3 separate regions of the Rattus norvegicus genome follow, and regions 1 and 2 are each linked to region 3. A link is a contact called in public Hi-C and HiChIP or PLAC-seq data. All regions are on one chromosome and are shown on one strand. Each heading gives the region's core, a stretch centred on a gene start, on an enhancer-like site or on the middle of the called end of the contact. The rest is flanking DNA. Distances are from core to core; before and after follow the strand shown. Region 1 holds the start of Arl8a (ADP-ribosylation factor like GTPase 8A). Region 2 holds the start of Lgr6 (leucine-rich repeat-containing G protein-coupled receptor 6). Region 3 holds the start of Ube2t (ubiquitin-conjugating enzyme E2T).

Evidence for each region. Hi-C and Micro-C count contacts between places; a contact is called where the count stands out from the background. HiChIP or PLAC-seq counts read pairs in DNA pulled down with a chosen protein or histone mark.
Region 1: an H3K27ac HiChIP or PLAC-seq map of oligodendrocytes shows a contact between it and region 3, with 3 times the contacts expected there. The contact joins the promoter of Arl8a here to the promoter of Ube2t in region 3. A contact is called at or near these places in 1 of 12 Hi-C or Micro-C datasets (the A7r5 cell line) and 1 of 1 datasets of contacts at active chromatin or transcription factors (oligodendrocytes).
Region 2: a Hi-C map of liver shows a contact between it and region 3, with 4 times the contacts expected there. The contact joins the promoter of Lgr6 here to the promoter of Ube2t in region 3. A contact is called at or near these places in 8 of 12 Hi-C or Micro-C datasets (Schwann cells, hepatocytes, kidney and 4 more).

What each region holds. Positions count from the first base shown.
Region 1 is chr13:49,136,103-49,139,228 of GRCr8, forward strand. Arl8a (ADP-ribosylation factor like GTPase 8A) reads left to right here and starts at 1,530. Exons shown (of 7, transcript NM_001109071.1): 1 at 1,530-1,810. The coding sequence starts at 1,688.
Region 2 is chr13:49,094,276-49,097,181 of GRCr8, forward strand. Lgr6 (leucine-rich repeat-containing G protein-coupled receptor 6) reads right to left here and starts at 1,582. Exons shown (of 18, transcript NM_001427357.1): 1 at 1,165-1,582. The coding sequence starts at 1,376.
Region 3 is chr13:48,953,655-48,956,536 of GRCr8, forward strand. Ube2t (ubiquitin-conjugating enzyme E2T) reads left to right here and starts at 1,512. Exons shown (of 7, transcript NM_001108344.2): 1 at 1,512-1,607.

The sequences.
Region 1 (3,126 bases), core at 280-2,779, 180 kb after region 3:
CTTCTTTCCATCAGTTTAGGCCTCTAGGGCTCTCTCTAGGAATAGAGTAAGGCTCTCTAGAGCAGGAACAGGCCTTTACCTCTGAGATACACTCTTTTCCAGATTTCTAAAGGATGTGTGACAAAACCGTAGTCAATGTAGGAATCGAGACACAGAGGCACCACCGTGTTCAGGGCGTTGTAACAAAGCCCCACACAGCAAGTAACTCATAAATAACAGAAATTTGTTGCTCATGGCTTGAAAGGTGAGGATGCCACCAGTCACGGTGCCAGTAGATTCAGGGTCTGGTTAGGAGTCACTTTTGGCTAAAAGATTACAGCCTTTTCTTTATGGCCTCAAGATGGGGATACGTATGGGCTCTGAGCATGTCTCTTGTTCTCTCCCTATATAAGGGTATTAATCTTACTTAGGAGGCCTCCATACTCATAACCCTAGTCACCTTATATGATCATCACTTTGAGGATTTCAATGTATGAATCTGGGGGGGGGGAGGACACAGAAATATAGAGCAATAAAATCTATTGCTTCGTATAACTTAAACTTTACAAATTTCAGACTATGGCAATGTACCTTCGGAGGAAGAGAAGAATTTATAAAGAGCAGAGGTTAGACAGATGTTAATAAGTCAGAACAATAGGCTGACCCAGACGTTGGGAGTCTTCTAACTCCTGAGTAGATTTAATTCGTACGATTGATGTTAACAGTTCATCGCAGCCTCCAGATGAGCACACTTGAAAACCGACCCCCAAGGAGAGAGGCTGGTGAGATCATTGTAGGAGCACAGCTAGCCGCCCAGGGATCCTGCGACCAGGAAGGTACAGCCAGTTGACTGAGCTGTTATCTCCTGCAAGGGAGGATGGGGACATCTTGGCAGCCTCTCCACCACCCACTATCAAAAACTTTGTATCAAAATAGCATACATTTTTCCTTTGCTAACTGACGTTCCTCAGAGGGAATCCCTTGCCCTGATTTTGCCTGTTTCTCTATGGTGACAATACTGGGTAAAGACGAACACCAAGTTCAAATGTCGATCTCACTTTGGGCTTCCCAAACAAGTAGTCTGGCAAACTGTGGTTAACAAAACAAGATGGAGTATTAAGGGCTCTAAATCCGGCTGTTACTCTCCATAGCTTTTCGGGGGGGGGGGGATGCATTCGGTACCCAGGGATGCTCAGACGCGAGGGTTCAGGGAGCAAAACCTTAAGAGATCTTCATGCCACGGTTCTTCAGCCTGCAAATACCCTAGCTTAATCGGGACACCGACCATCCTTCAAGACAGAGAGCGGTGCAGTCAGGGCGGGGCAAACGAGGGCAGCAAGAAAAATAAAATTACAGCTTTCTCCGCAAGCGCGCCCTCACGCTCCTCCCGGCCGCCGCGGGTCCCCGCCGCCCCGCCCGCGGGCGCTGGCCCAGGCCGCGCGCGAGACTGGAGCGCGCTCGGGTGCGAGCAGGACGCGGCCCGGCCCGCGGGAGGGCGGCGGCGGCGGCGGGGGAGGTGGAGGCGCCGTGGCCACACCCATCGGCGAGCGGATCCGCGGGCAGCGCGTCGTCGGCCGCCGCGCTCTAGCCTCCGCCCGCACCGAGCCGCGGGACCCGGCCGCACCGGGGAGGGGCCGCTCCGGGCCGCAGCGCGAGGGCAGCGAGGGCGGCGGGGACCCGGCACCGGGCGCGGCCGGCGGCAGCGACCATGATCGCTTTGTTCAACAAACTGCTGGACTGGTTCAAGGCCCTGTTCTGGAAGGAGGAAATGGAGCTCACGCTGGTGGGGCTGCAGTACTCCGGCAAGACCACCTTCGTCAACGTGATCGCGGTATGAGGGCAGATGTGTCGCCCGCGCCGCGCCCTAGGCAGCTGGAGTCGCCGCCTGGCGTGGCCCGGCACCGCTGAGTTCCGGGCAGGGAGGAGCCGGCTCCGGGAGCTTAGGGCCTAGTACGGTTCTTGGGGGACCGGCTGGCGTGCCACCCGTTCTCCGGCCTGGGCTGGGATGGCAGGGCTGGGGGCGGGGTAGCAAGGACGAGGGGAACCGAGCTTGCAATCCGGAGCTGGCGGCACTGAGAGGTCTCCAGGCACAGGGAACCCGCCGCAGGCTGACAGGCCCCTGAGGCAGGCGCAAAAGGGGCATGACGGGGCGAAAGTGCCCGGACCTTCCCGCTCCGCGCGTGGATTGTCACGGGACGCGCAGCCCGAGCGTGTTGCCAGGGCGCTCTACCAGCCCAGCCCCACCCCGAGGGCTCTGCCTCCCCTTGCTTGACGCGGAAGCCCCAGCCCTTTTGGGCGAGGGGAAGGTATCCCTAGAGGCAGAGGAGTCAGCTGAGGTCCTGGCTCTAGCCCAGACTCCTCCCCGGAACTTGTCCCCGGCCTGCGGGTAGCATTGGGGTCCAGAAAGCATGGCACCATGAAGGGAGTTGGGAGACTCCAGTTGGCTCAGAAGTTGCAGGAGTGGGTACTGTGGACCCGAGAGGATGAGCTGGAGGGGCGCCATCCACCTGGGGACAGGGGAGAGAGCAAGCAGTTCCGAAGGCCTTGGAGAATCAGGACTTGTGTGTGTGTGGGGGGGGGGGGGCTGGCTTGATTGCAGTTGTATGTCTGTGCCAGAGGAGTGGTGAAGAAGGAGTTAAATTTTCTCTTTAAAAAAAGAGGAAGATGAGCTCCCTGGGTGTGAGCTGAGCTGCAGTAATGGCTGCAGCCTGTATTTCCAAGCTAGGCAAGACTGGGCTTATGGGACCCAGTAAGACTTGGGACGGGGACAGAGTTTTTCCTCAGAACCTAGCCCCATTCTCAAAGATGGGTTTTCCAAGGACTGTGAATTAGCCAGGTATAGGGTTAAAAAACAAAAATGCTGATGTGCAGGTCGGCAAAGATGTGTGGGCCTCAGCTTGGGTACCACCACTTGGTTGTATTGTATTGTTGCCCAACCTTGAAGCCCCACAGGGCTCAATATCCATGCGGGGGGTCCCTTCAGAGAGGATACGGATTTGGGACTTAATGGTTGCATGATCAGGTAGGGGCTCTCTCTCTCTCTCCCCTAAATATGCTCTGCCACTGACCTCTCTGTACCCTCCTCTACCTTGTGACCCTTCCACAGGGCCTCTGCTGAGGTTTGGGACAGACATAATGTTTTTCTGA
Region 2 (2,906 bases), core at 332-2,831, 140 kb after region 3:
CAGCTCTGCTGTGAATACCTGTGCTCACCTCTCCCATCATGCCCTGGGCTGTACAGGACTTGGTTTGCCCTTCTGGAATATGGATGTTTCTCTGTCCTCACAACTGTTTATTTCGGAAAGAAGAAGGATATGGGGCGGAGGGAGGGCATAGCGATATGGAGGGAACCCCACAAGGGGCTCTACTTCAGGATTCCCCATCCCTCCAGAACCTCTCAGTGCACCCTGGCCCCACTGGCTCTATGGCTGAGTCTCTGGAGACAAGCCCCGCTGCCTCTTCCTCAGTGATCCTCAATTCTAGGATCCCAAAGCTGAGAGAGCCCCTCTCAGGCCCGAGGGAGCTCTGACCAGACTTTCTACCCAGACCTTCCCACCTGTTCTCCTTCCTCTATAGGAAAGCAGGGAAGGCCAGGGGTTTCCTTTCCCTGCAGCAAGGGTTGGGGCCAAGCGGTCCATGATATGCCCCGACCCACTCCTGCCCAGGTAAAGATCAGCTACAGCCTCTGACTCTCTGGTTCTGAGATGGCTACCCCCAATAGAGCCCCCTTCATGCACCACCTCACCCCAACTCAGACTCTAAAAATGGTTCTCTGGTTTTCAGTCTTGAAGCCTGCCCACAAATTAGTGTCTCTAACACAGCCTCCTGGGGCATGACTTCAGGGAGGCCTGAGGAGGGGGCAGCAGACCTCCACACAAGAAGGTGGTACTGGCAGAACCCCTATCTAAAGAGAGGAGAGCTGCATGGAACCTTCACTGAGGCCCCCTGCCTCAGTGGGGCAGTTGTGCTTCCTGCTGTGGCGGAAGGACCCATTTCTACCCTACCAGGGCACACTCCCCTCACCTCACACCAGGGCACTAAGTTTTGTCTTCATCGACCTTCCTGGGCAGTGTTCTGCTGAGGAGGACATATACTGCCCCCCCCCACCCCAAATACACACACGTTCTTCACCAGGTCCTACATTGAGCCCATAGGGGTGAGGAGCAGGGAGGACCCAGCTCACTTCTTGCCTCAGTTTCCCAAGTTCTAAAACTAGCCCCGCAGTCCTTCAATCTTAGACTTGGAAGCGGAAGAGCCCTCCTGGGGATGCTCATGTCCAAGGGCACCAAACAGGGTTTGTGGATCAGGCAACCATCACCAAGAACAGGCTCGAGCAGGTGAGTACTCACAGGTAAGCCGTCAGGGGGTCCAGGTCCGCTGGCACCTCTGAGAGACCGAGCTCGGAGCAGTCAGCTGACAGCATGATGCCATCCTCCTGGCAGTGGCAGGGAGCGGGGCAGGCGGGACGCCCCGGGCCAGGCTGGGGGTCGCTGCCCGCGCGCGCCAATGCGCACAGCACAACGCAAAGACACAGCGCCAGGAGCAACGGCGAGCTGTGCATCTCGGCGGCAGGCTTTGGGGCACCTGGCGGGCGCTGGGACGGGCGGGCGCACGGAGCTGTGAGCGCGCGGCTCACCTCCTGGTTCCGGGCGGGCCCGAGGGCTGCGCCGTCGGTGGGGACCGCCCCCGCTCGACTTGGCTTGGGCGCGGCGGCGGCAGCAGCGGCGGCGGGACAGTGCAGTCAGAGAGGGGCAGGCATTGTTGAGTGATCTTCGTTATTCAGTTTCACAGGCTGGGCTTGGCGAGGGAGGGAGACACGGGGGGGGGGGAGTAGTAGGGGGGAGGAGGAGTCAAGGAAACTTTCTATGCTGTGGCTCGCTCCCCTTCCCTCCTTCTTTCCCAGCTGGCAGGAATTTCATCGGGGGCGTGGGGGGGGGGGTCGGTGAAGAAAGCAAAGAAGCCCAAAGAAAGCTAGGAACGGCCAGCACAACAGAGACATGTACTTGTTTGGAAAGGGTGCCCGGAGCTTGGTCCTGTGGGGTCGAATTCCTCTTGACTTTGGGAACAGTCACAGGATCTCCAGGGACCAGAGGCCATCAGGAAAAGACCCCAGAGTTCCACAGACTCCAACCCCACTACCAGATTTTAGGCTGAAGGGAAGAGAGACCGGAGATAAAGAGATGTTCAAGGTCATATGGCTGATGGAAACAGCCTCAGAACTATTTCCCAGGTCACTCCTCTGCACCCATTCTGACCAGGGAAGGAAGAAGGTCTTGAGGAGGAGGGAAATGGTCGCAGGCTGGCAGTAGGAATGAGGATGAACCCCCTCATTGAGGAGCCACGCCCCAACACCAAAGAAACTGGCGTGGATTCCACCAGATGCACAGGGCATGGAAATGAACTCATGTAGACTACAAGATCTGAGGTCTAGAGATCACCCTGATCCTTGATCTCGGGACCCGGGACGACTGAGGGGCTGTTTGCCAGAGCTTGCCAGCGGCTCGGCTGATTGGCGCCACCTGGAGGCTCAGTGCTACAGCTGCAGCTCAAGCACCTTAAGGGCTCGAGTCCATCTATAATCCATCCCAGGACCTTGGAGAGCAAGGGCAATGGTGGCTAAAACTGGAGTCAAGATCAGCTCTCTTCTTCCGCCAGCCTGGACTAGCAGTGCAGTCCAGTACACTTCATGTGTCCTTTCGCTTTCTCTGGTCTCCAGATCTTTCCCTGAGCCAAGCCCCAGGGTAGAACTCGACCAGGTTGGGAGCAGTTTGACTTCCCGTGGCCCACACCAGAGACACGTGGACCGCGGAGGCAGCCAAGATACCCTCCACCCTTTACCCCAAATGCTCGCATCAATCCCTCTCCATCCTCGTGGGAGTCAGTGGAGAGGGAGAGGCACAGACAGACTAAGAAGCCTTCACCTTGGCTCTAAGCCCCAATACACACACACACACACACACACACACACACACACACACACACACACACAGACATGCACACACACACACACACACACACAACAAACACATACACAACACACAGACACACGAACAGGCACACAAACACACACAGACACACACACAGAGAGACA
Region 3 (2,882 bases), core at 262-2,761:
CCCAGAAAATTAGATATCGTTAGACGGCATGAATGCCTATCGCAGTAATTCCCAAGTGGTAAGCGAAAACACTTCACCGCAACGAAAAAATCCTAACCATGAATACAGCAGATTGAAAATCACATCAGACTGTTGCATGACTCTACAGCTCCTAAGTTTGTAACACTTCGCCTAATTCACTAGCTGCTCACTGGCTCAGTCCCACTAGTAAAGTGAGAAAGCCCAGAGCAGAGTCAGAGTCCTAGTGAACACGAGGGTCTCCAGAAGACAAAACACACCGTGTGACAACCTCCACAAGGAACCAGTTGCGCTTAACATCAATTTGGCCTGAATGCAGAAATCACCGCGGTAGTCAAAATTATATTAGCTTAGTTCACAAAGACCGATTGCTAGGCCTATGTTATGAAGCTGTCCAATAAGCTAGGAGCAGTGATAGAGAAAGGGTGGTTGTTTGGCTGGGTTTCGGTCCTGGCCCCAGGGTTCCCATAGCTGAAACCAATTCTATTTCTGCAGAGTCTCAGATCTTAAGCTTTCCTCTCTCCCAAGGACTATCCACTTCCGGCGTCCCCAGCTGGGCCATCAAAGCTGACTTGGTTATAAGCATGCACTTGGTTGTTCAGAACCGATTATCTTTCTAGAGGTGGAAGAGTGCCTGAAAGTCATTTATTCCGTGGTTGGTGAGTGACTCAGGGATCAAAAGCTGGCACAGTATGTAGGAAGAGCTGGGCTTGCTTTTCAGCACAGTGAAGGGAGAGGGGAGGGGGCAGTCCTTAACTTCCTCATAGTGCAAAGGATCTCTTGCATTAACCCCTAACTTCAGCTTCCATATGAACACGTCCAATGGTAAAGAAATTTACCCCATCCACTTTATTCTTCAGAGTCCTGATGGAATGTTTTGTCCACCAGAATTATAAATTTAAAAAATAAATTTTTTTTTCAGCTGGAGGAAATCTACGTACTTGGCCAAGGCTGGTCTCAAATTCTCAAATCTTTTTATTTCAACATGCCTGTTCCACCGTGCTCGACTAAAATTTTTTTTTTATCTTTCGACTGCTGGTCTTAGATGAAGTAGTAAAGTTTCCCCTGACATTACTTTAAGTCTGAGCGACGTGGCGCAGGCCTAATTCTAGAACTTGGGAGGCTGATGCAGGAGTGCTAAGAGTCTCAGGCTAGCCTGAGCTACACAGCAAGTTCCAAGCTAAGCAGGAGCTGCATCGCGAGAGACCCCCGTCCCAAAGAACCAAAACAAAGAAAGAAAAGCAGCTATTCAGCAGTCACTTTTCCAGACTAAGTGTCGGGTTGCCTTTTTTTCCTCCCCTGTAAGTAACTTCCAACCACAGCGTCAGCGGAACTGGGAATTCCGGAAGCGGGTGCGCGCGCGAATTTGAGCCCTGCTTGAGCGAACTCACGCTCGGAGCGCTGGCCAATAGGCGGGCGCGCGTCTCTCCGGGTTTGCTGCGGACCAATCACAGTACTCTCTAGGATGGGGGTGGAGTCATTTCAACGGTCTCCCGGGTTCAGCCTGGGCACTGCAGACACACGAGCGGAAAGCCGGGTTGCTGAGGAGTGCCGTGGGAGCCACCCGAGGGGACGTACCCGAGGTCACGGTGAGTCTGGGGAAGCCGCCCCGGGAGAGAGAACCGCCCGGAGCGCGCCAAGGCTGTGCCTCGGTGCTGCCTATCCAGGTTCTGTGCCTTGATTAATCGCCACAGGCCTGGGGCACAAAACAAAACGCCGGCGCTCTGGGGTCTGAGGCGAGTCAGCGGTACTGACTGAAGATTTATGAAGAAGCACAGAGGGTGGAAAGACTAGGTGGGGTAAGCTACTGCAGAGATGGAGGGCTGTCCTTTGATGTGGCCTCACACATAGGTGAGAAGGAATTTAATGAATAGTCAGGGCAGTTGTAAGCATACGTTTGTGGAGAGTGATTACTGGAAAAGAGGCAGAAAACGCCGGTTTAAAACAATTAAAAGGAAAACACGTTTTGGAGCTGTAGTGTAAGGAACGTTTTTGTTATGATTATTTGGTTGGGGATTTCGTTCATTTTGTTGTTTGTAAGACAGGTGTCGCTGTAGCCCAGGCTGACCTGGAACTGACTAACGCCTAGGCGCCTCCAGTTAGGTGACACCAAGCTCCTGCTCTGTGAAGAACCTTTCTTTATATTCAGAAAATACACCATAACAAGTGGCTTTTATGCCAAAGGACTTGTTGGATTTTTATTTCATGTATATGAGTGTCTGCATATACGTATGCGCGCCACGGGTGTGCCTGTTGCCCACGGAGGCCAGAGGAAGGTGTCAGTTATGAGACGTCAGATGGGTGTTGGGAATTGAACCTGGGTCCTCTGGACTCTTAACAGCTAAACCATCTCTCTCACCCCAGAGGACTTTGTGTCATAGTTACTTAGTATCAGTTGCTGTAATAGTCTGGTGGCTTCTTTGAGAAGAAACTGCCTTATTTTTTTCTCATTCTAGTCTGACTAGCATGTGTTCCACTGTGTTCTTATTTTATATAAAGATACAGATTATAATTCTAGTTTTGTTGTAATTGATTGTCCAAAGACAACGCTGAGGAGATTGTTCTCTCCTACTGTGGATTACTGGGATCAAATCAAGTTGTCAGGCCTATGCAGCAAGTGCTTTAACACCCCATCCCCCACCCCCCTGCTAAGCTATTTTTCCAGTCCCCTATATTTGTAAGAGTTTTGTTTTACTGAAACTAGGCCTTCAGATTACTGTATAAAATAGCAATGCTTTGGCTGAAAAGTCATGGGGAGCAAGCCAGTAAGCAGCACCCCTCTGTGGCCTCTGCATCACCTCCTTGCTCCAGGTTCCTGTCTTGTATGAGTGCCTGTCCTGGCTTCCTAACAATGTACTGTGATG